Regions from separate parts of the Zea mays genome. Here region 2 is linked to region 1. Evidence: chromatin contacts called from public Hi-C data. All regions are on one chromosome and are shown on one strand. The core of a region is the stretch at or near the end of the contact, and the rest is flanking DNA. Distances in the headings are between cores, read along the strand shown. Region 1 holds the start of LOC100273899. Region 2 holds the start of LOC100283739.

Region 1 (3,108 bases), core at 185-2,684:
GTTGCTGCCGAGGCTCGTGGTGACGCACGAGCGAGGAGACGAGGCCAGGAGCATCTGGCTGAGCTGAGCCTTGCTGGCTGGCGCCGGCATCTCATGCTCATCACCGCCAGCAGCGAGGTGGCCGTGGCTCCCGTAGAAGCTATACGGAGGTTGTTGAGGCACGGCGGAGCCCTCATCCTTCTTCGTACCGCCGCCACCCACCATGCACGCCGCGCTTGCAGTCGCAGCGTGATCCCCCCAATCGTCCATGCCCTTTGACAGGAGAGCTGCGGTGCAGCGCTCCTGATCTCCTCCGACTAGCCCCGCTCTGCACATGTAGTTAGGCAACCAACTAATTAAGCTAGGCGAGCACCGCACAGATGCATGAGTCCATGGAGGACGATGGGAATGATTGCGAGCTATATTAGCGGAGCAAAGTGAACATGCATAAGATGCATGGTTAGAGACAGGGAAGGTAGATTAACGCTTAATTTGAAAGGCTTGATCCGCTGTAGGACAAAGTGGGTTAAAACCACTTTATTCCTTCACCTAGATCGAGCTCTACTGTCATGTATTAGAGAGAACTGAAGCTTTACATATATGTAGTGGAGGTTTGTAATTGTGGATGGATCTGTTGCATGCATGATAGAGAGGGCCGCCACCGCCAGGGTGAAGTCGTGAAGACGAGAGAGAGAGAGAGAGAGAGAGAGAGAGAGAGAGAGAGAGAGAGAGAGAGAGAGAGAGAGAGAGGTGTTTACAGAAGCATCTGGCTCCACGACTCCGGCATGTGGTGGTTCTCCTGGCCGCCGTCGTGCAGACTTGGAAGGCAGCCGCCCGCTGCTGCGCCGCGGTTGGCAAGAAGTTGGTGGCCCGGAGAGGTGGTAGTGGTACCGGTGTGCGGAAACGACTGCTGCTGGTCGTGGGAGAAGAGCAGCGACGGGGAAGACAAGGACGGCAGGTTGTTGGGGGAGAAGGCCTCTTGATCCTCATGGCACGAATTGAAGTTGAAGGCGCTCATGACGACGCTGCTGCTGCTGGCCGTGGCGGTATCGGCGCTCCAGATCACCTGCTGCTGCAAAGGCGAGGCCCGGAATTGTCCTCTGTTCATCGCCGCCGCGCGCACCGGCCGCTAGCTAGCTTGCTAGGTAGAGAGCTGGTGACGCAGCAAATGCTGGTTCGTTATCTCTTCCTCGCCAGTCTCTCTCTCTCTCTCTCTCTCTCTGTGTGTCTGTCTCCCACCTCTCTTGCACTCGTGGTGTGGACGAAGCAGTCTCAGGTCAATCTTAAAGGGAGATATGGAACGATGGGCTCGTCGCAATTTCCTTGGAGATGGGGGGCTCGGAAGTCGGAATACATCTCCTCCCTATAGCTACAGAGATGGAGATGGAGAGGGAGATGGGGAGGGAGAGAGAGGGAGAAGGGAACAGCAACAACAACAACACCCAGCAACAGAAGGAGAGAGAAAGAGAGAGGTGAGAGGATCCGGCCGGAGAGGAGGAATCTGGGCCTTGTTTTTGTTTTCGCGCTTCCTTTCGCTTCACTCCTTTATCTCTCTGAACGAACTTTCCCTTGCTTTCCTCTCCTCCCGCTCCCTTTCTCTCGCTACACACTCTCTCACTCTTCGTCCTTTGTATGTACTCATACACACGCACACACAACTGCATTTTTTCTTCTTCTTCTTTATTTATTTATTTCCCTACTCTGTCGCTTTTGCTTTACCACGACAAAGTGACGCAGGAAAGGTATACGAGCGCGCGCGTTAAGGACGACGACGAGGGCGATGCCCGTTAATCCATGTCATGCATGCATCGATTTCTTCTATATGTGTTTAGTTGGATGTATAAGAAGGGATAGAAGAGACCGAATATAGTTTATATAGTGTTTGGATGAGAGAGAGTCACGTGGGGCTATATGAATACCAAAGTAATTTTTGTGGCGGTGTGATAAAAAAATTGAGGGGACGGTGTCGCCTCCTCCTCATCCTATTTTGACCTCGAACCAAACACATAGTAAGTGTGTGGACGCCACCTGATAATTGCATGCAGTTGCAGTGATGAATGAAGCGTAGACTACCAGCAGCAACACGCGCAAAAGACATGACCTCCGCCACACGCACATACACAGGAACGGCAGCGTAAAGTGGGATCGGATCGGAAGGCAAACGCATGCACGCACGCCCCAAGTGGAATGGATATCCGATCCCATCGTCGTTGGTTTCTTTATAATGTACAAAGTGGAAACCGAAACGAAGTGGTTATTATCTTGCTCACTAATTTTTTTTTACCAGAGCGGAAATAAAAAGTGTACGTACGTACGCGCTACAAGCCATATATATATGTCAATAAAGCTATTTTAATTTGAAACTTGAAAGGTCGGTCTAACCGAGGGCTACTCCTTTATTAATTATGTTTTGTGTGTCATATCATCGGCTGAAAAGCGATATATATGTGCCAAAGTTCCTAATTGTACGTCTGCCTTTGCGAGAGGACAGATATTCGTTTATACCATGCCAGCTAATCTAGCTATATTTAATTTTTTTTCCTTTTGTTGGTTCAAAATCTGAAGTTTGTAATGTATTATTGTTACACTAAGTACATATATATAGTGATGATGCTTTCTACTAGCGCGCGGTAAACACCTTGTTTTGACCAGCTAGCGTCTGTCGCTACGGATAGGACTATGCGAAAAGCCAGTGAAAATGGCGGTCTTTTCACTCGTCCGTTAGTAAAACTGTCACTCCAATGCAAACTAGTCGGTTGGCCGTGCGTTGCGACGGCTTACAACAATATCCACGTAAACTATCCATAAAAAAATTTCAAGATTTTTTATTGATCGTCTCCGCTCTCTGTGTAATATATTTTTTTGATTTGGCTAATTGATGTTATTGTTTACTCCATGCAAATATGTCTTGGTACAACACGACCAATGAAGTGAGCGATTAGAAGAGAGTTCATAACGATTGACTGAATGAATAGAGATTATAAAATGACATAATTCCATCATACAGAGACCAAATAAGAGAAAGTTTGTGAGATCAAGTTTCTAAAATAAGTCCCATGAAGTCAATCTTATCAAAAAGATAGATCAAAATATGAAGTGATTGCTAAAGTCAGGCATCAATAAAAACTG
Region 2 (3,212 bases), core at 222-2,721, 630 kb before region 1:
CCGAGCCTTCTTGTTTGCATCAGTCAAATGTGGTTTTATACTATTTGTATGTCGCTTAACATCACCTTGCCGTATGTGTTTCAAAAGCTTAGATTTGCTAATGCTAAGTATCTTGCACACATCTTCTAGGGTCGTTCTATTTTTAAGGTCAACACTGCACAATTCTTCCAAATTAACTGGAGTTGGTTTACGGCCTGATACCTCTCTTTTTAGGACCAACATTAACAGAAATGCCTTGAGACAGATAGGTTTTACCGTCATGCCACAGGCGCTGAACAGTGCGAACATGAACTCCAAATTGTGCAGCAACTTCTTTCGTGACATTCTTCCCTAGGTTCCCATTCGTGCTTTTAGCCAACAAGGTTTGGTAGATTTGTTTACTTTGTTCTCCAGTAATATCCCTCCTCCTTCGTCTACGTAAAAACAGTTAGTAGAAAACTATAAGTCCACGGACAAATCAATGGCAACAAGATTATTTCTAAAAAAAAGTGTAGCGTACTAGTAGGAGTAATCACTTACTCAAGTCTATTGTATCATCGTCTATTGTAGGCACCACGTTCGAGTCTATTGAAAAAATATTAGAAATGAGAGTATGTATGGTAGTCTCTTCGAGAGTAAAGTCCGATACATCACCGTCTTCTCTAGGCGCCATGTTCAAGTCTATTGATTTTTTTTTAAAAGTGAACAATAAGTAAAAAATCAAATGGCAAGTAACCAGACCATGTACGTACCAAAATCATTCTCAATAGGTGGCTCCATATTCAAGTCAAATGTAGCATTTTCAACATGCACCAAAATCATTCTCAATAGGTGGCTCCATATTCAAGTCAAATGTAGCATTTTCAACATGCAACGCCATTGCTTTGTTTTGGAGTTTTGCTGCTTCTGTTTGTTGGTACCAGGAGCCCAACGTAAGGCTTTAATAACTGACGAACGCTAAGAGCAGGTGCAAGTCACGAAACGACGTCCTGGATGCGCGGTGCAATTTGTAGCAAAAATATTCTGGGCGCGCAGTGCAATTTCTAGCGAAAATATTCTAGGCGCGGAGCGCAGTGCAAAAATAAAAAGGTGCAACATCCATGCAAAAAAGGGAGGCCACAAGAATCAAACTTAGAAATGCATGATAGAAAGCAGCGTTGCTGACCAATTGAAACCCCAAATAGAATTCAATGGATGAGACAACGAGAAATATTTAATATGGGTACAATCGAAAATATGACTTCAACTTAAACATTTCTTGGTATGCGTATTCATGTCCAAAATGACTAGTATTTCAATACCGTAGGGGTAGTCCATACTGTCAGTTGGATTGATCTGGTTGGATCGAACCAGTTTTTTTCGGACCGTATCAGATTGGATTGGCCTGCTAGGACGGCTCATGATCAGGATCAGGTGCACGGTAACCGTGTACGTAGGAAGCTTTACGTGCCCAATCGAAGACAATAAAAAAGCGAAGAAAGAAGTATGAATAAAACAAAATTTGAAGACGCCTAACAGCCCGACTGCTTCGTTTCCACGCGCACGAAACCCTAGACTAGATAAAAAGTTCCCATTTCCCTCAATTCCCCAACTTCCCTCGCCGCAATCTCTCGCCGCCTCCAGTCCAGAGCCACCGTGAGATCTGCCCGATTCCGCCGCCCGGACCCGGGGACTCCCTCCCCTCCTCGATCCGTTCGGGCGGCCGGCCGGCCTAGCTTCAAGTGCGGGGATGGTGTTCTACTTCAAGGCGCGGCCCGAGGCCGGCGACTATACCATCTTCATGGGTCTTGACAAGTACGAGAACGAGGACCTCATCAAATACGGCTTCCCCGAGGACATCTGGTAACCTCATCTTCCCTTGGTCGTGTGGGTGCTCCTTAGTGGTTACCAGTCGCGTGAAATCGTTTGTTCTCTGTGTTTTTTGCTGGTCTGTATACTTGTCAGACAATTGTCAATGCTTTTCTGTTGTACATGTTAAGTTCACCTTTTGTACATATCATTGACTTTTGCAAATTCCATTTTCTTATTAAAATATACAATTAAGAGTCGTGCTTCTTACCTTAAACTGGTTTGGGTGATTACAGGTTCCATGTAGATAAGATGTCCTCTGCACATGTGTATGTGAGATTGAATAAAGGTCAATCAATGGATGACATGAGTGAGGGTTTGCTGGAAGACTGTGCGCAGCTTGTCAAAGCTAATTCCATTCAAGGTTGGACAAACTACAAAGAGACAATATTATATCACAAATTTTGGCTTCATTTTTTCTTGCAAGAATGTGGAATACAAGCTGTAGTCCGGCACATGTGATGATTTCTTCATTTTTGGTGCAGGTAATAAAGTCAATAACATTGATGTAGTTTATACTCCATGGTACAATTTGAAGAAGACCCCTTCAATGGATGTAGGCCAAGTTGGTTTTCACAACCCTAAATTGGTGAGAGCTCATTAACTTTTTCTTATTCACAATGTTTACAGCAGGATTATGTACATATGCTTTTGTATGTATCTTGACAAAGTTTATGTGCTTTATGGATGTGGATCAAGATGTGTAATATATGTTTCTGATAGGGTTCCTTACCGTAGAACTAGTATTTTTATCTCTCTATGACAGTATGACTTCAAAAAATGTCTTTACAGTTACTTTGCAAGCAATTTGAATTGGTTTAGACTTTAGAATAACAAAGTTTTCAGAAGAGGTTATTCTTTTAATCAGCTTGAATATTCCTTGATCTTCATAGTTTTTGTATTGCTTCTGTAATGGTTAAGCAAACCTTGGAATTACTTTTAGTAGCATATTTATTATCTGTGAATTAGATTTTAAATATTTAGCCATCTGTTATAAAAGTAGTAATAGGTTATGCCTAGGCACTGGGTGGAGCTGCACTGCCTTGTATGGCACTATGCACTTTGTCTAGTTGTTTTTCCACCTAGACTAGAGCGACTTAGAACTTGATCTATGTATGAAAGTGGAGAAATCGCCATGGTTCTCAAGGCATAGCCTAGGTGTCCGAGCGATTTTCCAATCAAGGTCTCGAGCTTGTCGATTCTGTTCGTATGGCATCGCCTCACGCACCAAGGCATCAAACGGCTGCAACACATGTGAAAAGGCGCTGTATGCGGGAGAAGGAAGGTTGCTGGCATGGAAAGTGAGAGTGAGTTGCGTGTAGGAAACACGAGGGAGTCATACCTACACCTTTGCGAGAAGGCATCCTATATTGGAAGCAGAGGGG

Evidence for each region. Hi-C and Micro-C count contacts between places; a contact is called where the count stands out from the background.
Region 2: a Hi-C map of tassel shows a contact between it and region 1, with 1.6 times the contacts expected there. The contact joins the promoter of LOC100283739 here to the promoter of LOC100273899 in region 1. A contact is called at or near these places in 2 of 25 Hi-C or Micro-C datasets (ear and tassel).

What each region holds. Positions count from the first base shown.
Region 1 is chr8:113,723,873-113,726,980 of Zm-B73-REFERENCE-NAM-5.0, reverse strand. LOC100273899 reads right to left here and starts at 1,434. Exons shown (of 8, transcript NM_001148291.1): 1 at 738-1,434; 2 at 1-307. The coding sequence starts at 1,087.
Region 2 is chr8:114,353,285-114,356,496 of Zm-B73-REFERENCE-NAM-5.0, reverse strand. It overlaps LOC100283739, which reads left to right and starts at 1,471. Exons shown (of 6, transcript NM_001156638.3): 1 at 1,471-1,821; 2 at 2,064-2,191; 3 at 2,313-2,416. The coding sequence starts at 1,709.